Regions from separate parts of the Mus musculus genome. Here all the other regions are linked to region 3. A link is a contact called in public promoter capture Hi-C data. All regions are on one chromosome and are shown on one strand. The core of a region is the stretch at or near the end of the contact, and the rest is flanking DNA. Distances in the headings are between cores, read along the strand shown.

What was found. Promoter capture Hi-C pulls out the DNA fragments that hold promoters and counts their contacts.
Region 1: a contact with region 3 is called in a promoter capture Hi-C map of liver, with 3 times the contacts expected there. The contact joins the promoter of Ggt5 here to the promoter of Pttg1ip in region 3.
Region 2: a promoter capture Hi-C map of erythroid cells shows a contact between it and region 3, with 7 times the contacts expected there. The contact joins the promoter of Pcnt here to the promoter of Pttg1ip in region 3. A contact is called at or near these places in 2 of 39 promoter capture datasets (erythroid cells and hematopoietic stem and progenitor cells), 1 of 115 datasets of contacts at active chromatin or transcription factors (embryonic stem cells) and 1 of 9 other capture datasets (liver).

Annotation. Positions count from the first base shown.
Region 1 is chr10:75,587,492-75,591,587 of GRCm38.p6, forward strand. It overlaps Ggt5 (gamma-glutamyltransferase 5), which reads left to right and starts at 1,890. Exons shown (of 12, transcript NM_011820.5): 1 at 1,890-2,391. The coding sequence starts at 2,219.
Region 2 is chr10:76,440,496-76,444,804 of GRCm38.p6, forward strand. Pcnt (pericentrin (kendrin)) reads right to left here and starts at 2,417. Exons shown (of 42, transcript NM_008787.3): 1 at 2,070-2,417. The coding sequence starts at 2,123.
Region 3 is chr10:77,580,017-77,584,180 of GRCm38.p6, forward strand. Pttg1ip (pituitary tumor-transforming 1 interacting protein) reads left to right here and starts at 1,639. Exons shown (of 6, transcript NM_145925.3): 1 at 1,639-1,911. The coding sequence starts at 1,806.

The DNA of each region.
Region 1 (4,096 bases), core at 640-3,139, 2.0 Mb before region 3:
AGGGGGGGGTGCCAGCCATTCCTCAATCCATATTTGAAGGGGAGAAGGCAGGATTCCCTAGGCCAATATATTAAGATATGGTATATCAGTGTTTCATGCCCCACTGGACTGGCCGGAGATTTCCATGGACCCAGGGTGCTTGAAGTGTACCGCGCTCTCCCAGACCCACTGCGTATAGCCCAGAGCTTCTTTGGAGACTTGGGGACTTGAGTGACCATCCCCTTTCTAGTGCCTTTCCATGTTACTTCCTGGATAAGGGCCTTTGGAGCCACCAGACCTGGCCTTCCCAGCCAAGTCCAGTATGATAGCAAGCCTTGAGAATCCGTAGAACTGCCTCTGAACTCTGGTCTGCGCCTGACCAGGATGTCCCAGCCAGGGACCAGGAGGGGAAGATAACCTACCCTTGTGTCTGCTTGTTCCCCCCATACTGCTTTGGCCTTAGGGGACAGTGGCCCGTGAGTGGACTGGCCTACATTCAAGAATGTGCTTTGGTTCCTGGTTGAGCAATGACATGACATTGTAGTGTTGGGGACAACTGGGATGGGGAAGACTCCCACAGACACTCCCCTCTTCCTCTAGGAAGATGTGGGAACAGGCTTACAGGAAACAGCCTCCCTTGTCCAGGCTTAGCAGGGACTCTGGGTGTGACACTTAACAGGATGGGTGGCCAGTGCGGGCATTCCCTCTCTGGGCCTCTTTTTTTTTTTTTTTTTTTTTTTTTTGGCATTGCCAAGCCGGGGGGTACGAAGATGGGGGCGGGGGGCATGCTCAGTGGAAAGAGAGTGAGGAATGATGGGAAGGCCTGAAACCAAGAGCTCTTCTGCCCTGCACATGTATTAATTCTGATCACGAGAGCACATTGGTGGGTCCTCACTGCTCCAGCTGCCTCCCACTGGAACATCCTGAGATCATGGAAAGATAGGACCCAAGCCAGGCTCCCAGAGGAGGAGGCTCACCAGCACAGAAATAGCCCTGAGTTCTTCTGGACTCAGCAAGTGGGCCTCTGAGCTGCAGAAAAAGGGAGGGCACTTGAGCAGGGCAGCCTCGTCCTTTAGAGGTCTAAGGTTGAGTTTATGGGTCACTATGTCCCAGCACTGTGTGTCAGCAGCACTGGGTGTCAGGGCACTGGACATCTGGCCTGCCTGCCCACTCCCTTCCCACCCCATGCTCAGATGTTTGGATGAGGCTGTGCCAGGCTGTAATAAAACGGTCCCGACGAGGCTGGAGAGCTGGCTCAGCAGTTAAAAGCACTGACTGCTCTTCCTGAGGTCCTGACTCTAAATCCCAGCAACCACATGGTGGCTCACAACCATCTGTAATGAGATCTGATGCCCTCTTCTGGTGTGTCTGAAGACAGCTACAGTGTACTTACATATAATAAATAAATAAATAAATAAATAAATAAATAAATCTTTAAAATATTTTAAAAGATTCATTTCTATAAAAATTTTAAAAATTAAAACAGCACGGTCCTGAGTGGCTACCTTGGTCTACCTTCAGCCCCATCTCTGTACCAGCTGGGTGATTGCATTGAGAGGCTGCCTGGGTGGAACCAGTTGGGAGTGGAAGCTGGGGAATGGAGTTTCACCCTGCAGGAGACACCCTGACCCTGAGCTGTTGGGAGGCAGGAAAACAGTGAGAGAGGTTCCCTGAGTTCCATGTCCCAGTTCCCCTGGGTGCATCAAGCATCACATTTCCAATGGCACTGGGACTGAGGAGTCTTTGGGTGGTGTTGGGGCAGCAGGGCAGGCCATGGGATCAACTGGCGATGGAAGAGTTAACAGCGGCAGCTGGCTCTTCTCAAGAAAAAAAAAACTCCCTGTAGATGCCTGGCTTGCCTCCAGGGTTGAGCCTCGGGAGCTGAAAACTGCAAGTTCAGACCTGTGGCTAGTTCTGCCTCTGGAGGAGAGTGTAGCAGCAGCCTGGCCACAGCCTGCCGTCTGTCTATCCATAAACCCAGGCTGGCTGGCTTCCTGTTTCTCCTCTGTAACCTGCCTGGCCACCTATCTGTAAGGCTGTCCGTCATCCTTTCTGTCCAGTTGTCTGGCCTGTGTGGCTGTCTGTCTTGACCCATCGATCTTTCCCCTCTGTCCAATAGCCTGAGATCACCCTGTGTAGCTTCTTTTCCCTTCAGTTTGTCAGTCAGTTTGTCTGTCTCTGTCTGTCCACTGCCCTGTGTGTCCAGTTGCCTCCCTCTCTGTCCCTGGGCCACTGAGCCATGGCTTGGGGTCACAGGGCCACGGTCTGCCTGGTCCTGCTGGGTGTAGGTCTAGGTCTGGTTATCGTTGTGTTGGCTGCGGTCCTTTCTCCTCGTCAAGCCTCTTGTGGTCCCGGTGCCTTCACGCGTGCTGCGGTAGCGGCTGACTCCAAGATCTGCTCGGATATTGGACGGTGAGTAAAAAGTGGGTGTGAGCTCAGTGGCCCTTGGCAGCTAGCGGGTTGTGCCTGGAGACTGTGTAACTGTGGTGGGGGTGTGAAGAGGGACACGCGAGTGCCGGCTGTGCTTGCGGTGGGGTAAAGGCCATGTGTGGTTTGGCTTCCTACAACAGTCCCAGGGCCCTTGCACAGAATGGTGTATGTGTGTCCATAGGGAAGATGGGGACTCTGGACAGCATTGCAAAGATGGTGTGAGTCTATTATTGAAGATCGGCTATACAGTGCTGGTTGGAAAGGCAGACTGGATGAGACCTGTGACTTTGTGCCTGCTGGTTCTGACCAAGACTGGACCTTTTTCAGAAACCTGGGCAACGGGCTTCAGGGTTCCATACATTGGTCTGCCCTGCCACAGAGAGAGGGAGGTCCCAGGGCCAGTATAAGAAAGCACGTTACAGCTGTCAGGACCTCCCTCTCTGTGGCAGGGTCTGGCCTTGGTGAGTGGAGTGACTGATGTGGAGGCTGGGAAGGAGGGAGAGAGACAGACAGAGACAGACACAGACACAGAGAGAAAGAGAGGCAGAGACAGAGAGACAGAGACAGAGAGACAGAGAGAGGAAGAGTGGGGAGAGAGAGACAGACAGAGAGATAGACAGAGAGACAGACAGAGAGAGAGGCAGAGAGAGAGGCAGAGAGAGAGGCAGAGAGACAGACAGAGAGAGAGGCAGAGAGAGAGGCAGAGAGAAGCTACAGTGGTTGTTTCCTGACCTTCCAGGAAACCCAGCCCATGGGAAGCCTATGCTACCCACCATGCTGCCACAGGATTACCCTGAGGCAAGAAGTCACTCCTGGTCCCCTGCCTCCCACTGGGGCCCTGAAACCTGGACAAGCCTCTCCTTTTTTCTGGTCATCTGGGTCTCCTTCCCAGAATATCTGCCTGGTAGCCCACTGTCAGGGTTCAAGTGCTTTGTAAACCCAAGGCTGGGTCCTGCAGCAGGCAGAGTGGTGGTCCTGGCCCAAAATACCATGCTGTTATGCTTTTTTTTGACTGTTATTGAATGTACCTTCTGTCTGTCTGTCCTTCCTTCTTCCTTCCTTACATCCTTTCTTCCTTCTGTCCATCCTTCCATCTGTCCTTTGTCTGTTTGTCCTTCAAACCATCTGTCCTTCCTTCCTTCCTTCCTTCCTTCTGTCCATCCTTCTTTCTGTCTGTCTGTTCATCTGTTTTTCCTTCCATCCTTCCTTCTGTCTATCCTTCCTTCCTTCTGTCCATCCTTCCTTCCTTCTGTCTGTCCTTCCTTCTGTCTGTCTTTCCTTCCTTCTGTCCTTCCTTCTGTTTGTCCTGCCTTCCTTCCCGCCTCCCTTATTCCATCTGTCTACCCATTCTCTTCCACCTCCCTCGCTCACAGTAGCCCGCAACCCTGCTAACCTGGTCCTCTGAGTTCCCAGACTTCCTGGAGGATTCACATCTACATTTAACTTGGAACTCCATGGGAATAGCAGCCCGGATCAGTAGGGACAGTCCTTTCTACGTCACATGGCGCTCCCAAGGGACTCAAGAGTTAAGACCAACAGTTGCTCTGTCTCCATGAGATGCAGCATCTATTTAATCCTTCTAGAATACAAAATTGTAACTGAGGTGGGGTATGTGTGCACGCTCAGGCCCCACAGAAAACCAGCCAGAAGAGCAGCCTCTGTGAACAAAGGGGCGTGCTTCTACTAT
Region 2 (4,309 bases), core at 1,167-3,666, 1.1 Mb before region 3:
TTCCCAGAAAACACTGCCTTCACTGACATCGATGCCCTTGGCATGAAGCTCAAAAATGACACGGAGTCTACAAATGGCTATTAATGATGCCTACAAGCAGGCAAAAAGAAAGCAATATGGCTGGGTGAAAGATTGGCTGTTCTAAGCCTTGGATAGTTTACAACAGATTTAAAATGCATCGATTTAACACACTGAGAGCTTAATTAAGTCTATATTCAAGTCTTAAAACTATGACATGAAGCTAGATCATCCCCTTCTTGCCCCCATTCGTCCCTAATGGAAGCAATCCATCGCCCAGCCAAAACTTCTTAGCCATAGACTCTGAGACGAGGTACAGAAATAGCAAAAACTTAATTAAGCCAGGTCAATCTAGCATCTTCCTTTGCAGAATCTTGATGCTCTACTTCTGACACAGCGCAGCAAAGCACTAGGGAGCATCCCAGAATGTTGCCTGCCAGTCAGAGGCACAGCGTAGCTCCTTTCTGTCCCTCAGATACAAGGCTTTTTGACTGTATTCACACACAATCTCCTCCTCGTACCCTATTCAAAAAGGCAAGCGCTGGTGTGCCAACGTCTCACTGGGGTGGGGTGGGGGGACATCTATTCCCTCAAATCACAACCAAGGCCACCCAAGCAGATGTGCCCCTGTTGATGAAAAGAGAAACGCACAGTTTCGTTGGCGGAGGAAATTAACAAGGCCACTTATCTGTGGGAAGAGAAATTTGAAGGGCACTGCCTACAGTACCAACTCTGTTCTAATCTCTTGCCTTCTCCACTGAATGCAACTGTCTGCCTCAGAGCTCGCCCTCTGCAGCATGTACTTGGTCTCTGGCCATGAACCTTCAATGAGTGGCCTTCTGGTTCGTCTCATTAGCCTCCATCTCCCTAAGGATATCTAATTGGGTTCACAAACCCACCCAAGTACAGACACCAGTTCCCCTGGTGAAGTACTAAACTTCACATGCCCTCATTTCTCAAAGTGTCTATCTACATGTGCCCAGCTTATACCCCATAAGGGCCACAATGGCTTCTGGCCGGCACCTGTAATCTGACATTGCTGTGCTCTCATTTCCTCTGTGTATTTTGCATGTTTTTTCGAAGTGGGTGCAGGGTGATAGTGGTGGTGGGGTTGTTGACACAAATGAAGAATTGCTGTTACTAGGCGAACCACAAAATCAACACAGCCCTTTCATGAAGGCTATAGCTATACTGTCCTGACAGTACAGGGTAGGGACACAGCCTCTGGTTCCACAGCCATGATAGCTGGCCAGAGATCCACTTCCAAAATGTTCGCACCTTCTCTTCCTCTGAATCCCCATCACCTTTCAAATAACTATCTTGCCAGGCAGTGGTCGTGCATGCCTTTAATCCCAGCACTTGGGAGGCAGAGGCAGGAGGATTTCTGAGTTCGAGGCCTGCCTGGTCTACCAAGTGAGTTCCAGGACAGCCAGGACTATACAGAGAAACCCTGTCTCGAAAAAAACAAAACAAAACAAAACAAAAAAACAAAACAACTATCTTAACAGCCACAAGTGTTCCCAGGGTAGAGTCTCAAACAAATTCAAAATCTGAGGCAGAAGGAGGTGAGAAGAGGACCCTCGGTAGTATGGCAGTTGTGGGGCCCGGCCAGAGAGCGAACAACGAAATACAACAACAGGACACCACTAGGGAGCAAAGTTCTTGGTTCCCTGGGAAAATAAAGTCTGAAGACGGTCTTTAAAAAGCCTTGGACAGTTTAGTCTCAGGAAAGTGCCTGAGCACCGGAAGCACAACAACTAAGAATGCTAGGTGACCAGGACCCGCCCATGGCGCTCGGGCCCACCTACAAGTCGTACGTCTCTGACGCTGATTGGCTGTGGGTGTAATAGGGCGGAGCGAGACAGAGGGCGCTGGATTCAAGATGGCGGCGCCTAGGAAGTGAATTCCGCAGAAGCGGCGGGAAGGACAAGCGCCCGGCAGTTCCCACTGCTCCACCGCCACCGCTTGTGTCAAGCGGCGGTCTGAGCACCGGAACCGCTTTAGGATTTCTTCCCCACCGCAAAGCTGAGAGAAGGATGCTACCGTCTAACCTTGGCTCTCCCAGCCTCCACCTTCCTGCGCCGCTGCTCCTGCTCGTCTTCCATCTCCACCTGGGCTCCCGGCGAGTCGCTCGGAGGTGACAGGGCGGCGGCGACACCGCCTTCGCTCTATTTACACTCCCTCCCTTCACCCACTCGCCTCCCCACCCCCCATACACACAACTGTCAGCTTCGCCCCGCCAATCCGGAGCCCCGTGTGGCCTTGCGCACGCGCGCTCCGCTGACGCTCCAAGGGCGGAGAGCCATCTCTCTGGTCCCCAATTGGTACGCCGACGCTCTCCACCCTCTTCATCCACGCCAATGAGCGAGGCGCGGCGTTCCCGGGGCTCGCGGGCGTTCGTCGACTGGGCGGCGGGAAGGTTTGGACAAACCGTTTTCCCGAGGCGGTGCTACCTATCGCCCTCTCCCGACAGGAGGAGGACTTACATACCAGCGGCTCTCCATGCCTCCGGTGCGCTCTGGGCACTCTCTCCCGCACTTTGCCAAAGTCGTTTTTTCTGTCGCGATGTGTTTCTGCGAACACTGGGGCATCCTCTAGGATCCACCAGCCCCCACTTTTGGTTCTCAGGTGCAGTCAACTGGGAGTCCTGCTTCCCTTCTTTGACCACTTCGGCCCCTCCTGAACACGGTCCCCTGTCTTCAATCCAAATCCAAAGAACAGAGTATAGCCAGAGTTACTCATTGAATGACACCTAAAACTTAGACCGCTGTCCCCAGTGGACCCCAGAGTTGCCACCCAGGGCCGTTTTGCATTCACGCACACGCTTCAATGTACAGAGTCGCTGTGTGTTCAGGCACCTGACTCTCACTCCATCCATCACCTCTACCAGGAAAGTCTTTCTGCCATAAGGAAATAAAGAAACTATGGTCCATTTGTAGTAAGAGGCGCGTTTAAAGCTCATCGGTGGATTACAGGAAATTAGGAGGATTGGGCCCTTGGATTCCCTAGCCGGCAGCAGGTTCTTTCTTGCCTAACATTTATTAATTTATCATTGGGTTGAAACGTTGCAGGCTGTTAACATGACTAACATAAAAGGAGAGGATCTGAGCTCCAGGATATATGTCAAGAGCTTTGCATCCTGCACGGATAGGATAGGGAAGCTGGAGAGAGGGTAATGCCTATAAGAATGAATCCTCCTGAAGAACTCAGTAGTGTGGAATTTGGGAACAGGGAAATGCCGTAAGGGCTATAAAACCTATTTTATACCAAATCTGCATGACAGCCGTTTTTGCCTTCTCTCTAGGCTGACACCCAACTTTACAAGATCCAAAAAATAAATTGTTTCACTTTCATGACTCAAAAGACTTCAAGCCTCTTAGGAAGTGTCTCTTGCACTGATGAAAACACTGAGTGGGTGGGGGTCCCTCTGGACAGACCTATCCTCTAGGATATGTTGGTCTCAGTCTTTGAGCCATGCAATATTTAAGGAATGTTTGAAGGGTGGTCGGTCATATTTTACATATCAAAACTTAAAGGACTGGAGAGATCAGCAGTTAAGAGCATTAGCTGCTCTTCCAGAGAACCCCCAGTTGATTCGCAGTACCCAATGGTGGCTCACAATTGTTACTCCAGTTCAGAGGATCTGATGCACACCTCTGGCTTCTGAGGGCACCAAAAACTCATGTGGCGCACATTGGTACCCATAAAATAATTTTTAAAGTATAAATAAATACCTAATAATATTTATTTCTTTGAACTATGAGTATGTTTGTGTCTCTGTGTGGAACTGGCAGGTATCCTTAGAGGTAAGAAGAGGGTGTTAAATGCCCTAAAGCTGGAGTTACAGGCAATTGTGCGTCAACAGATGTGGGTTCTGGGATCTAAATTACCCCCTCACTCACTAAGGAAATCCCTGCTTCGTATAGTGGCACGTGTCTTATACCCAGCACTGGAGAGGTGGGTCTCTGAGTTCAGGGCCAGCCAGGGCTAAAAAGAGAGACCCTATGTAAATATAAAATAAAAAGACTTGCTTGCTTAAAGCCCAATGTTAAGAAGACATTTTCTGCAGTGGGGTTCCCTTCTCTTAGAACCAGATGTGGGTTCTGGCATCTAAATTCTCTCAGACGACTATAACTTGTCCCAGGTTAACAGAGAACTAGCAGCCAGCATTGAGTGCATACTGCTCTTACAAAGGACCAGAGTTTGGTTCCTAGCAACCATGTCAAACAGCTCACAACTGCCTATAATGCCAGCTCCAAGGGGGATTAGCTGCCTCTGACCTTGTCAGTAC
Region 3 (4,164 bases), core at 389-2,888:
GGCTTCACTCCTTGTTTGACCTTATAAGGTTTCCCTCACCCCCACAACCATGAATATGCAGAATATGCAGATAAAGCATCTTCCAGAACCCCTGCCCTGGCCAATCCAATGATACATGGCCACAAAACCTTGCCTTAGAGACTCTGACCACTAACTGGAGGGGGGCGTGTCCTTTGTCCCACTCATTTCCCACCCAGATCCCGCACTGCACTAACCAGGGCCCTGCTAAACTTCCCTTGCTCTGGACCAGCTCAGTGATACAAAGACCCTGAGTCCTCCCAAGCTCAGGAATTGAAATCCCACCAATCCTCATCCTGGAAATCTCCACGGGAAGCCCCACCCCCAAGAAATCCTATATAAGCTCTGCCTTTGGCTTCGTTCTCTGCTGCTTTTCACCCTAGCAGAATTAGCTGCCCTCCTGTTTTTGTTGTTGTTGTTGCTGTTGTTTGTTTGCTTTTTTTCCCTCTCCATAAATCTCTTGTGTGCCTCATGTGTCGTGTGACTTTGTGGTATTCCTTGGCTCCCAATTGCCAGGAAGCCTCTCTAGCAGAGCTGTAACATTTTCCCCGGAACAGAACTTGGCTGGGGAAAACCTGCCTGGCCGAAGTAAAGCTGTAACGCTTTCACTGGGGAAAGCCTCCCTCTGGCAAAGCAGAATTGTTACACTTTGGCTGGAGAAGTCTTCCTCTGCAGAGCAGACCTGTGACACTTTCCATGGGAACCCCCTCCTGCAGCAGAACTGTTATACTTCCTTTGGGAAAACCTTCTGCCGCAGCACCAGGAGTGGAGCTGGAACGCTTCAAGCCTTTCCCTTCAGAGTTGCAACACTTACAGTCATAACTAGCTTGTATCAAATGGACATAAAGCTGGTGGGCTCAAGCTTGTATCCTATTTTGCTTACTCCTACTGGAGTCTGGGTCTTTAATGAGTCGAGAAACTTGGGATCCAGAGTCCCGCATTGATCTTTTTGGTGTCTGGCTATCTAGGTCTCTGGTTCATGCACAATCAAGCAGGGAAGGTACCCTCTTACTCAAAGCTCCTGTGTCTTCAAGTTTGCGTCCCCAGTCACTATCAATAAGGATTTGTTTTGTTTTCTTTGAGTCAGGGTCTCATTGGTTAAGGAAGACCTTGAACTTCTGATCCTTCCAATGCTCCACCCCCAAGTGCTGAGATGATAGGTGTGTGTTATCACGACTCATTTGTGAGGTTCTGAGGATGGAACTCGGAGGCTTTGTGCATGCATTGGTTGCCAGGCAAGCAATTCTACCATCTAAGCTACACCCTCCACATTCCCTCAGTGATTTAAACGCCTTTCAGTAACAAGTTCGAGACAGCTTGGATGCTGTTTTAACGTAAATCCACAAAACCTGCCCTCTGGACACGCATACGGCTCTGGCAGAGAATTAACAGGACTGGCAGAGGTTTCCAAGGGTTGGCGGCTACAGAGCAGTTGTGTTAGGCAGAGCAGCTGAGCCTCAGAACCCGCCTCAGAGTCCAGCAGCTCCATTCCAGAGCAAGTGGCAAAGCTTCGCTGTCCACTGCCCAGCCTAGTAGTCTACTACGCACGCGCGCTGCTCTGACGCTCCGGTTATTGCTCCCTCCCCGCAGTTCCAGCAGCGCGCAGGCGTGCTAAGCCTCAGCTGCGCCCGTAGGCGGGCGGAGGTCAGGGGGCGGAGCCAGCGGCTGCGCACTCGCAAGCTCCGCCCGTCTGGCTAGCTTACGGAGGCGGAGCGCTTACTGTGGAAACATCCTAGCTCGGCGTTGGAGTTGAGTCGCCTGAGGTCCCCGCCGACGACGCACTCACCATGGCGCCTGCTAACCTTGGGCTGACGCCGCACTGGGTGATGCTCCTCGGTGCCGTGCTGCTGTTGCTTCTGTCCGGAGCCTCCGCGCAGGAACCTCCGAGAGTGGGTAAGGCCCGTGGGCCTAGGGGCCGAGGAGTAGGAGGAGGGCGGCCGGGTCGGATCCAGGGCGGAGTCCAGCCCGCGGGCTTGGCTGCCTCTGCGCTCACGCCCTCCCTTGAAGCTGGGTAAGGCAGCCAGCCTCTGCTGGAAGTTAACGTCGTGCCCTGAGGCACGAAAGACTCGGCTAGTCGGAACCGACGCCTCGGCACCTGCTTAGCATCTCGGGGACCATCTGCATTCCAGCACTGTTTTTGTTTGAGGGGAATCAGGGAGCTGACAAGTTGTGTCCAAGACTGAGGCTTGGTCAACTTTGACCTTTGTACGCTCGCTAGAGTTGATGAGGCGCTGCAAGAGAGTATTTTTGTTAGCTCAGGCTCTCTCAAGGTGTCTTTACACTCTAGCCTGTCACGGTGTGTTTTCTCTTTGTGACCTTTTGCCAGTTGTCGCGTCTCTCTGTTTAAGTTTCTTATCTGCTCCCAGGTATGCCTAGGACCGGTCTGGGACTGCCTCACTCCTGCTACCTTGGTGAGGGTGACTAAAGGAGCTGACCCTGGCCGCCCCGGGGAACTTGGGGCTAGATTCTCCAGTAAGGACTTTATGCCAGGCAGAGTGTTGGGGAGCCTGTGGAGACCCAGGACCCTTCCCAGTGTCTCAAGGGTGTCTGCTGCGATACTGGGGGGAGGGGGGGGGGCACGAACCTTCACCTGTTACCAACCACCACGTGTTAGGTGTAAGGATTCTACTCCTTGACATTCTATAGGGAGATAGCTGATGTTTAAAACGGCTAGTCTTTACAAGGAATTTGCATAAATTTACATTACCGTATCCTGTATCCCAAAACTCGCCTTTTTTTGTTGTTTGAGACTGGGTTCAGGCTGGTTTTGAACTTTTTTGTTTGTTTTTTCGAGACAGTGTGTCTCTGTGTAGCCCTGGCTGTCCTGGAACTCACTCTGTAGACCAGGCTGGCCTTGAACTCAGAGATCCGCCTGCCTCTGCCTCCCTAGTGCTGGGATTAAAGGCGTGTGCCACCACGCCCAGCTTGGTTTTGAACTTAAAGGTGTCTGCCTGCCTCTGCCTCTCAAATGCTGACCATAAAGCATTTGCCCTGCCTGGCAAAACTCACCCTTTAAATATTTTTTGTGTGCTTCACAGAACCTGTAGTAGATTATAGATCCGTAGAGTGAAATTTGCGACATTGAGGACACTTTGACAGGGCTTTTGGACCCTCTACTAATGGCGTGTGGAGTCACTGTCTCTGAGCTTCATCTTGGGAAAACAGTCCCTAAAAGGGCTGCAGTGGTGTTAGGAACACTAAGACACAGTGATGGCTGGTGCAGGTCTCCAAGTAGTGGGTCCTTACTGAACACCCCAGTTTGTAGAGGAATCTGCAGTTCCCCTCCCTCTGTCCCTGAGGAACCTGCCTTAGTGAACTGTATTATTCAATACTGCATACATGCCTTTTGGGGTGTCCTGCCCCTCCTTTTCTCAAACAGTGCAGTGTTGAGGACTACTTTGTCAAGCAAGTGTACTCCCAACATGACATTCGAGATGTCCTCTGAGTTCTGAATTCTGTCACCAGAGTGGGCACTCTTAAGCCCTTTCAAGTTCATTTCACTTGGGGGCACAGGAGATGGCAGCATGTTTCATAGGTTTACAATGAGTAAGGTTCACTTCCTTAGTTTCCACAATTATTCCTTTCCCACATGTAGGTGTGTCTTTTTGTCCTGAGGACCTGAGTCGACTCACCCGAAACGTCAAGGACCCACTCAGAAGCGAGTCACTATTTATTGCCTTTCCATTTAGTTATTAAATGAGTCTGAAAGTTCTTTAATAATGAGTAAATAGCTATTCTAAACTGAACTCTAAGCCACAGTGCCTCAGAGTCAGGACATCCGTGATCAGCATTGAGAAACCACAAGGACATTGTTCCTATCTCCAGTGTGTGGTTGGCTGTGTCCCGTGATGAGGTGAGAGATACTGTGTGTGGCCTCCCTGAAATGTGAGCCACGGGGCAGCAGGTTGTCAGTGTTTCCTTCCTTGCCACATGAGTCTGGGAGTTACTTCAGCCAGAATGCCTGCCATTGATGCTCTCCGGTACACAAGGTCTGTGGAGGAGGAGGGCTGGCCCCTGGGGATTCAGACTGCCAAGTAATGGGCAGGGCCAGCATGGCCATTCTCAGGGACTCAGGGGCTCAGGGTGTGTTTCTTGGAACTCAGTCTTTCAGTTCTCAAAAGCCCAGTTACCAAAACATCCTGTAAC